Regions from separate parts of the Sus scrofa genome. Here region 2 is linked to region 1. A link is a contact called in public Hi-C data. All regions are on one chromosome and are shown on one strand. Each heading gives the region's core, a stretch centred on a gene start, on an enhancer-like site or on the middle of the called end of the contact. The rest is flanking DNA. Distances are from core to core; before and after follow the strand shown.

Region 1 (4,633 bases), core at 605-3,104:
GAGATAGAATCCATAATAAGCAATCTCACATAATTAATTAGAAAAAGAACACAAAACCTCTTAGGGCAGTTGTTCTTGTTCCTACCTCTGTTACAAGAAACTTTATACTTGGCTTTTACTAATATTTTCTATCTCATCAATAAAGTGATATATAGAAAAGTGCACAGAATAACAATGACTCAAACTTTTCCATGTCTATATTGTTTTCCAACTTCAAAAAGAAGCATTACTTATTGCGGAAAAACATGCAAAAAACATTTAAATGTACCAGCTACCCCAACAAAGTATTTTTTTAAGTTATTATTGTCTCAATTTTCACAACACTACGAGATGGGTATGAGCAGCTCCACTCAAACCATGAGAAAATGAGACTCAAAGAAATCTAGATAATTTCACGAACCAAGAAAAGTAAAAGACACCAGTAGAAGTGGGACCTGAACTTACTGTATGACTACAAAATTCAGGTTCTTTCTACTACTTGATGGTGTCTCCCTAGAAAGACTGTGTGGTTCCTAAACCAGTTTGATGAACCATCAAAGTTCTAAATATTTTTAAGGACTTACCAGACATCTGGATTGAACAATGCCAGGCGTGTGACATACAGTGCTGCTCCAGTACCTCCAGCACCAATAAATACAAAGAGGGGGATCAACTAGAACGAAAAACAAAACAAGACAAAAATTAACAGCCATCTTCAACTACCTACATTCTAATAGAAACGTATAACTACGGTAGTTTCTACACATTGATTCCCAAGTCTCAAATTACTGGTTTTTGATCTTGTCTTAAAATCTAAATGAAGATGGACCTCATACTGAGGTTAAGATTTCTAATAACTACGTTCAAAGGAAAGAAATGGAATTTCCAAAGAATGTAAGAAGATTATGGTTTAATGTGGAAAAAATTATACTCAAATTTTAAATTTTTCAAGAAAATACGCTGTCTCCTTCACCACTCTAATATTGATATATCACTCCCATTAAATTTCTCAGTTTCTTTCACCTTAAGGTTTCAAAATCAACCTCCTGGCAAATTACTTAAGCTTGTTTCAATATAGATGTTATGAAAAACATAATTCTGTTAGAATCTGAATGACCAAACAGAAATACACCTATTACAAATGGAGATTTTACGCATAATATCTGAAAACATACTATCAATGCTTAATGCGTATTTAGGCAACTGGGTTTAAGATAAAGATTAAAGCTTGGGTAACTGAGTTCTAGAACCCCAGCACGTTAATATGCAAAATTAGAGATATAAAATAACTCAAATGGGATCAAATTCTGTGCTACTAAAATATTCAAAAATGTCCAGACATCAAGACAAACTGAGGATTCCAAGATCAGAGACCTTCACATGTGCCTCAAAGCTTGGTAGTCCAATGCAATGAATGTAAAACCCTTAACAGACAGCACAACAAATAGGGTACCTGACCTTTGCTAATCTCTAATCCACACAGCCCTCTTGATCAGACCAACCTGCAAAAGGACTCGGCCACCACTGTTTCAACATATCATCTTCCTGGACAGCATCCCTCACCTTCCGCCTGCCAGTCCCAACTCCACGATGCACAGCGTGGAAGGTCAGAGATCAAGGTCATGGGGCAACCAGGAGGTTAAGACTGGAGAAACAGTGAGTGGCTGCGAAAGAGGAAGATCCCTCCCAGGGGTCTGAAGCCGACCCAACCGGACACAGGATGGGCAACTGAAGACATTGGAAAAGGGTTATAGGAACTCACGCTAGGATGCTTCTTGGCCTGCGTGATGATCTGGCGAAGCATGGTAGCGACAGAGGCCTCGAGCCTAGAGGGCAAAGAAAATTAACCTGCAAGGTCGGGGACTAAGCAGGATCTGCGCAGATCAGGAGCGGACGTCCAAAGTCACCCAGGACCTCCTACCTGAAGGACCCCTGGCTTTGGAGGGTAGCTGCGGCAGGAGGGCCCGGATGCAGCTGTCCTAAACAGTGCCTGCTTTGATCCAGCGATGTAGCCTGGACAAACCAACTGTGTTCCTCTGCAAAGCGAAACATTCTCATTCCCATGCTATGATGAGTAATTTTTTGCGTCAAAACTAGAATCCTTCGATTGACTAGACAGGCAGTTTCTCAGGAGGCCCCTTGTTTAGGGCCGGGGCGGGCAGGAGAACGGACAGGCCTCGCGCTCCCGGAGCGGGGTCCTCTTACTAGGCGCCTGCGAGCCTGGTCCGCGCATGGCGTCACTGGGCGCGCGCGTGCCGGCCGCGCGTCACCCGCCCTGACCGCCGCAGAGGGAGCTGTGCGGTGGCTCTGGCTGCCGAGTGCCGCGCGCCTGGAGGTCAGGTCGCGTCTCTAGCTGCTAAGGTCAGCGACTGCGGTTTAAAAATACTGCAGCTGCTTTGTGTCCTTAACTGTCGTTTACGGGCAGAAGTTAGAAACTGTTAAATGATTTAAAGATGGCAATAGTCCTGTCAGTTTGACTCTAAACCTTCAGTTTCCATTCCTTGCTTGAGTGTTCAACACCACGAAGACCTTTGCGACCTTGCTACTTTCCCCTCTCCCTGGGCCCGAAATTGCATTCTCAAAATATTTTTTATTGGTCGTGTGGTTACACACAATCTTTACTAGTACCCCAATACAATTTTCCCTTATTTCTTTTTTGGGTTTGTTATTTGTTTGTTGCGGGGGGAGGGGGTTGTTTTGTTGTTGTTAAACCTCGAAAGCCTTCCCTGGAGCAGGCTTTAGGGGACGCTGGGGACAACTTGAATACCTTCCAACCTCATAGGTAGTTTAGAGCATTAACCAAATGATCAGAAGTAATTGGGCCTAGAAAGAAGAAAGTCTCCTCTGAGAAGGCAATGTTGGATCTGAAGGAGGAGTAGACAGTAATCCAGTGAAAACATGCAAGTGTATACAACAGAGGTAATAGATGTAAAGGTCTGAAAGTAAGGAGACGATTTGAGAAACTGAGGACAGCCTGCTATGGCTGGAACTTGAAGAGTGAGAATAGGTGAGGGATCAGGTTTGTAGGAGGGACTGGTTAAGGGGCCATTGCAATAGTCTATGTGAGAGATAATGATAGCTTAGACTCCTATAGGAAATGTTATGATGAAGATAAGACTCAAGAGATATTTAGGGGATAGAATCAATAAGACCTGGTAATTAGATTTAGCGAAGTGAAGTGAGAGTGAAATCCAAGATAATTCCAGAAGTTCAATTTTTTGACCAGTATGGATGTTGATGCCAATTATTGAGATAAAACAATGGAGAATTATGGGTATGTGTTTATGTAAAATTCAAGTGGACTTCTGTGAGGCAGAAGGGAGATCTGCTAAATACATTTAGGACTCAGTTTTTTCTAAGAAATGAGCCATATAGCTAAATGAGATGCTTAAGGAGAAAAGGTAGAATGACAAGAGAGACAAAGGACATGGAACTGAGGAATGCCAATATGTAATGCTTAGGAGAGGAGATACGGCTGGTGAGGTAGGGGAAAAAAGATCATGATTATTAAGTGACTTGTCATGAAGCTTAGCAAAACGTGTCTTTTTCATTTGTTCAGTAAATCTTTATTAAGTCCCTACTGTGCATTGGGCACTGTTCTAACTAGGGAGATAGCAGTAAATAAAAAATTGTTCCTCCTTAAAGGGATTTTACATGGTGATTGGGAAGACAAACCATAAACAAATAATTCAAATAATTAAGATAATTTTAGATAGTAATAAACCAATAAAATAGAACAATGAGAGAGAAAAGGACATGGGGTAGTGGAGGAATTAAATTTACTTTAGTGAGGGTAGACATGGAAGCTCCCTCTGAGGAGGTAGTATCTGAGCTGAAACCTAAATGAAAAAGGGTAACCTAGTAAAGATCTGGCAGAAGAACATTGCAGTGGTCAAGGGAAATAGTTTTGAGAATTAAAAAAATATATGTATAAGGGAGTTCCCGTCATGGCTCAGTGGAAACGAATCTGACTGGTATCCATAATGATGCAGGTTCCATCCCTGGCCTTACTAAGTGGGTTAAGGATCCAGCATTGTTGTGAGCTGTGGCGTAGTTTGCAGACTCAGCTCGGATCTGGTGTTGCTGTGGCTGTGGCTTAGGCCAGCGGCTACAGCTCTGATTTGACCCCTAGCCTGGGAACCTCCATTTGCCTCAGGTGCAGCCCTCCGTATGCCTCAGGTGTGGCCCTCCCTAAAATGCTCAAGGGAGGCCAGTGTGGCTGACCCCTAAAAAAATGAGATCAGCGAGGCTGTAAAGGTCTCTCTGACATTGATCTTATAGACTATGATAAGGAGTGTGGTTATGTTTTTTAAAAAAAATCAGCACAAAAATTATAGAAAATACTTAGAAGTGAACACAGAAGCCTAACAGCAGTAAGTGTAGATCAACTTTCATTAAAGAAATTAGAAGGGGAACGATCTCTCCTTTCAATATTTTATTTTTAATGATAACAGTTGATATTAAAATAGGTAAATTGACATATAGGAATGCCACTGTTAATTAATAAGAAAGTAAGGAGTTCCCGTTGTGGCGCAGTGGTTAACGAATCCGACTAGGAACCATGAGGTTGCGGGTTCGGTCCCTGCCCTTGCTCAGTGGGTTAACGATTCGGCGTTGCCGTGAGCTGTGGTGTAGGTTGCAGACGCGGCTCGGA
Region 2 (4,633 bases), core at 1,300-3,799, 33 kb after region 1:
TTTGTAATAGCCAAGATATGGAGCAACTTAAGTGTCCATTGATTGATAAATGTATAAAGAAATTGTAGTATACAGTTGACCCTTGAACAAAATGGGTTTGAACTCTGCATGTTCACTTATACTTGAATTTTTTTTCAGTAAATGTAGTACCTGTAGTTTCTTTTTACAGATCATTAAATTAGCTAGGTGTGGGGAAAAGTTTGTGTGTTTGATTAGAGATCACAACTTGTGGACTCAAATGATCTAAAGTTTCAATCCTGATGCTATCAAAACTGTTTCTGCTTCCTGCCCTTGGGTGAGTCACTTACCCACTTCCCTGTTTTTGATTAGAGATAGCAGTGCTCAGATTTTGACTACGTGGCGGGTCAATGCCCCTAATTTCTGAGTTGTTCAGAGGTTAGCAGTAGATATATACAATGGAATACTATTCAGCCACAAAAAGAACATATTCCTTCCATTTGCATTAACAAGGATGGGCCTTGAGAGTATTATATATATATATAATAAGTGAAATGAGTCAAACAGAGAAAGACAAATGCCATATAATTTCACTAATATGTGGATTCTAAAAAGACAAAACAGTACAAATGAACACAGAAAATAAAACAAAAACAAACTTAGAGATACAGAGAACAGATTATTCGTTAGAGAGGAAGGGGATGGGGTGAAATGGGTGAAGGAGGTCAAGTGTATGGTGATGAATGGTAACTATAGACTCTGGTGGTGATCACTTTGTAGTGTACACAGTTGTCAAATTATAATGCTGTACACCTATATATATTCTTATATATATGTAAGTTTTCTCAAAAATCTATCAGTTTATCCTCCTATGATCAGAAGACAAGGAAGTCAGCTCTCCTACATTTGTTCAATTGCACACTGGATATTCTAGCAAGGGCAGTTAGGTGAGAGAAAAAAAAAAAAAAGGCAACCAGAAAAGGGAGGAAAAAGTTTAACGTCATTTCCTGAAAATTGCACATATTTTTTTCTAACATTGCATTAATTGGAATTTAATTACATAATTGCACATAACTTCAAATTAAAGAATGCAGTCTTTATTCTTAGAAAGCTTGTGACTAGTTAAAGTTTATTTTTGAAGAAGAAGGTGATAAAAGGTATTGGGAGATGATTGTCAGTCTCTTCCACAATTATTAAATGCACATCAAAAAAAGGAATCAGCTATTTTCCATCCTTCCTTCTTTCTTTTCTTTCTTTCTCTTTCTTTTCTTTCTTTCTTTTTCTTTTCTTTCTTTCTTTCTTTTTCTTTTCTTTCTTTCTTTCTTTCTTTCTTTCTTTCCTTTCTTTTCTTTCTTTCTTTCCTTTCTTTTCTTTCTTTCTTTCCTTTCTTTCTTTCTTTTCTTTCTTTCTTTCTTTTTCTTTCTTTCTTTTTCTTTCCCTCTTTCTTTCCTTCCTTCTTTCTTCCTTTCCCCTTCCCCTTCCTCCCTCCCTTCCTTATTTCCTTACCTTTTTTCTTTTCATATTTAAAATTTTTTTAACACATGAATTGCAAAGTTTAAACAAGTCTAAATGTAATATAATCCCCTGGATTGGCCCTTGGAACAGAAAAAGGATATTAGTGGAAAAACTAGTACAATTTGAATTTTACTTAATTGTATTATTCATGCTATTGTACTATTGTTAATTTTTAGTTTTATAAATTTCCAGGGTTATGCATGTATTGACATTAAATGGAAGCTATGTGAAGAATACAAAGCAACTGGAGTTCCCTTGTGGCACAGCAGGTTAAGAATGTGGCATTGTCACTTCAGTGACTTGGGTCGCTGCTGTGGCTCAGGTTTGATCCCTGGCCTGGGAACTTGCCACATGCCATGCGTGTGACCAAGAAAATAAAGAGTATAAAGAAATTCAGTACTATCTTTGTACACTTCAATAAATCTAAAATTAATCCAAAACTGAAAGTTTAAAAAATGATTGCTAATAGGCAATGGCCAAGGGTTTGGAAAATAAATATTTTGATTGGAGAAATAACAGCTCTGAAAGCAAGTGGGGAGCATTAAAGATCAGATGCCACCTTTCCATGCTGAGAAAAGGAGGGGCTTTCATTTGAGAGGCCTGCAGGGCAATTTTCCATTTTATACAGAGAGGTACAAGAATGATCATTGGAAGGGAAAAGGGCTTTCTAAGTATTAAAATTTCAGAATGAAAGTTTCTTTGGCACAATAGAAAAGTTTGAGTGGGCAGTGGTAGTTTGGGTTAGGGAACTAAAGGTTCAGAGATTGAAGGTTCAGAGAAATTGCATTTTTAGCAGTGATGAGGAACAGAGAAAGATGAGGTTACAGTAACGTTAGGTTGGAAAGTCCTGAGGCATTAGAGGTTGCCCAGGTTTTGAGGAATCTGACTAGCCATGTTCTTAGTCCTTGTCATTTGCACATGTCCTTTCTTTGGTCTAGAACCTGTCTTTTTTTCCTCCCTTTCCCAGTTTAGACGCTATATCTGGATCTAAATGTAACTTTCTGCAGGAAGACTTCTCTTCTCCTAGCATGGGTACTTTTTCCCCTGGCAGCACTTTTCACAATAGCAATTGCTCACTTTTTTTGCTTGTATCTTCAACTATGCCTTAATATCTGGCAGGGAAAAGATAACAACTCTCTTGCTGAAGATTTAGCCACTATGTAGTTATTCCATAAATTGTACAATAAGTACTTACTAATTTTTCAAATTTAGTGTTACAAAATTTAATTCATTCACAAAAGATTTCAACACTTTTATTGGCGGAATAAATGAGTGAATTGAATCAGTTTCATCCAAATTTTTCTCTACCTTTGAAATATAAACATTTAAAAAGTACTAATATTGCTCAGATTTTCAGTGTTTTTAAAAAAATAAACCTGTATGTGAACAAACATGGCGTTTCGCAAGGACTGACAAATCCAATTGTACATACTTTTCTCATGTTTATACAGATTTAAACATTCACCTCAAAAAATAAATTCCCGAAGTGTATGAAAAGCACTATTCCACATTCATGGGGACACACATCCTGCCGTCTTATCAGAAACAAAAACTGGCTTCCCCCAGATTTGGACTGAAGACTGGGCCTAAGAAGTTTGCGGAAGGAGGGTCTTGGAGACCTCTGGGCTCCGGCTCCGTAATGCGCGGCTGCGCTGGGCTCCGTCTCGGCTTCCATTCGGCTCCGTCCGGCTCCGTTCGGCTCCTCCTCCCGAAGCGAGAGTGGAGGCGAGTCCAGAGCATGCGCTCTCAGGTTGAGCTGATCTTAGGGCTGCTCTCTGGCTGGAGTTTTCACTTCCTTCTCTTCAGAGCTGTATCCGGGTCGTTGCTTTCCCTATTGTCTTAGACAACCGGCCTCGGACTGTGCAAATTCTGGGTCTTTTGTTGCAGGCTAATAAAGTTTTTCTTTCTTTCATTATTTTTTTTTCCTAAGAGTTTTGTCGGGGGAAATTAACCCCCCAGGGCTGCCGGGTTGGCCGCGCTGCCTGGGCCGGAGGGCGCCTCTGGCCGGGGAGAGCCAAGGGAAGCCACCAGAGCTGCCGGGGCCGGTTCTCTGAGGACTAGGGGCCGGGGGGGCGGGAGGGGAACCACGGGGGGGGGGCACTTAGGGCGCCCTGGTTAGTCCGCGGCGCCGCCTGTTTTTAAATAGCATCTTTCAGACTTGTTTCCGCGGTCTCAGTCCTCGACCTCGGCGCTACCTGGGCTCTCGAAGCCTCTCCCTAGGTCTCCTTCAAACGACCACCTCGGATTCCTTAGTAAGTGTGTCAGAGGCGTCCGCGGGCAGACAGATCCATTTCAGTCCTTGCAGAAGTCAGGGCCGGCGGGAGTAGGGCAGGGGTGGGAGGGTCCTGGGGGAAGTCGGACCTTTTGTGGACGTTCCCCCAGGTTCCAAGGTCCGTGAGAATGAACATTGCCTTTTATATTCCCTGCGCTTTGCATTTTCTTCATACTGACTGTTAAGATGTCTAAGTGAGAGATTACGAGCGAATCTCAGAAACAAGATTTTTAAAGAGGGTCAGTTTCAATCTTGGTCGGCCTGGGTTCGCATTTGCTGCACCTGAGGGACTGGTGCTGCCAGTGTGGCTGCCTGACCCTCCCCAGGCCAACCTTCCCATCTCACCTTTTGCTGAGAATTGAATTAAGGCAAAGGTTTGCACCACCTGCAGGAGGTTATCTGAGCCTTCCCTCAGCACCACAGCTTTACCCTGTGCTTGGTGTGATTGTGAATGACGATGTGATGTTTTTTTTCTTAACAGTGGATCGCAGCTCCAAGAGGAGGCAGGTGAAGCCTTTGGCAGCTTCTCTCCTAGAAGCTCTCGATTATGATAGTTCAGATGACAGTGATTTTAAAGTTGGAGATGCTTCAGGTAAATGTTTCCTTCTTGCTTCCCTTTCCCCAGCTTTCTGGAGTTGAGCTGATTTTCAGACTTTTCTTAAAAATAATCGATTTTGTTTAAAATGTCAATATAAAGTTAAAGCATTTAAACCTTATTTTGTCCATTTGGTTTCCCACATATCCCTAAGATCTTATCACTAAATAATATCACTGCTTCTGTTTTAGTTGATAGCTTAGATAATTATTAGGCAGAGAAGGACTTATTCCAAAGATGCAATAATATGTAAATCAGCTATACCACCTTAAAAAACAAAACGATAGAAAAAT

Evidence for each region. A called contact is a pair of places that touch in the nucleus more often than the background predicts.
Region 2: a Hi-C map of skeletal muscle shows a contact between it and region 1, with 2.9 times the contacts expected there. The contact joins the promoter of PHF14 here to the promoter of NDUFA4 in region 1. A contact is called at or near these places in 1 of 5 promoter capture datasets (liver), 11 of 47 Hi-C or Micro-C datasets (adipocytes, alveolar macrophages, heart right ventricle and 3 more) and 2 of 2 datasets of contacts at active chromatin or transcription factors (alveolar macrophages and skeletal muscle).

What each region holds. Positions count from the first base shown.
Region 1 is chr9:80,642,155-80,646,787 of Sscrofa11.1, forward strand. NDUFA4 (NDUFA4, mitochondrial complex associated) reads right to left here and starts at 1,855. Exons shown (of 4, transcript NM_001097468.2): 1 at 1,742-1,855; 2 at 564-652. The coding sequence starts at 1,783.
Region 2 is chr9:80,674,636-80,679,268 of Sscrofa11.1, forward strand. PHF14 (PHD finger protein 14) reads left to right here and starts at 2,550. Exons shown (of 19, transcript XM_013979728.2): 1 at 2,550-3,725; 2 at 4,227-4,337. The coding sequence starts at 3,725.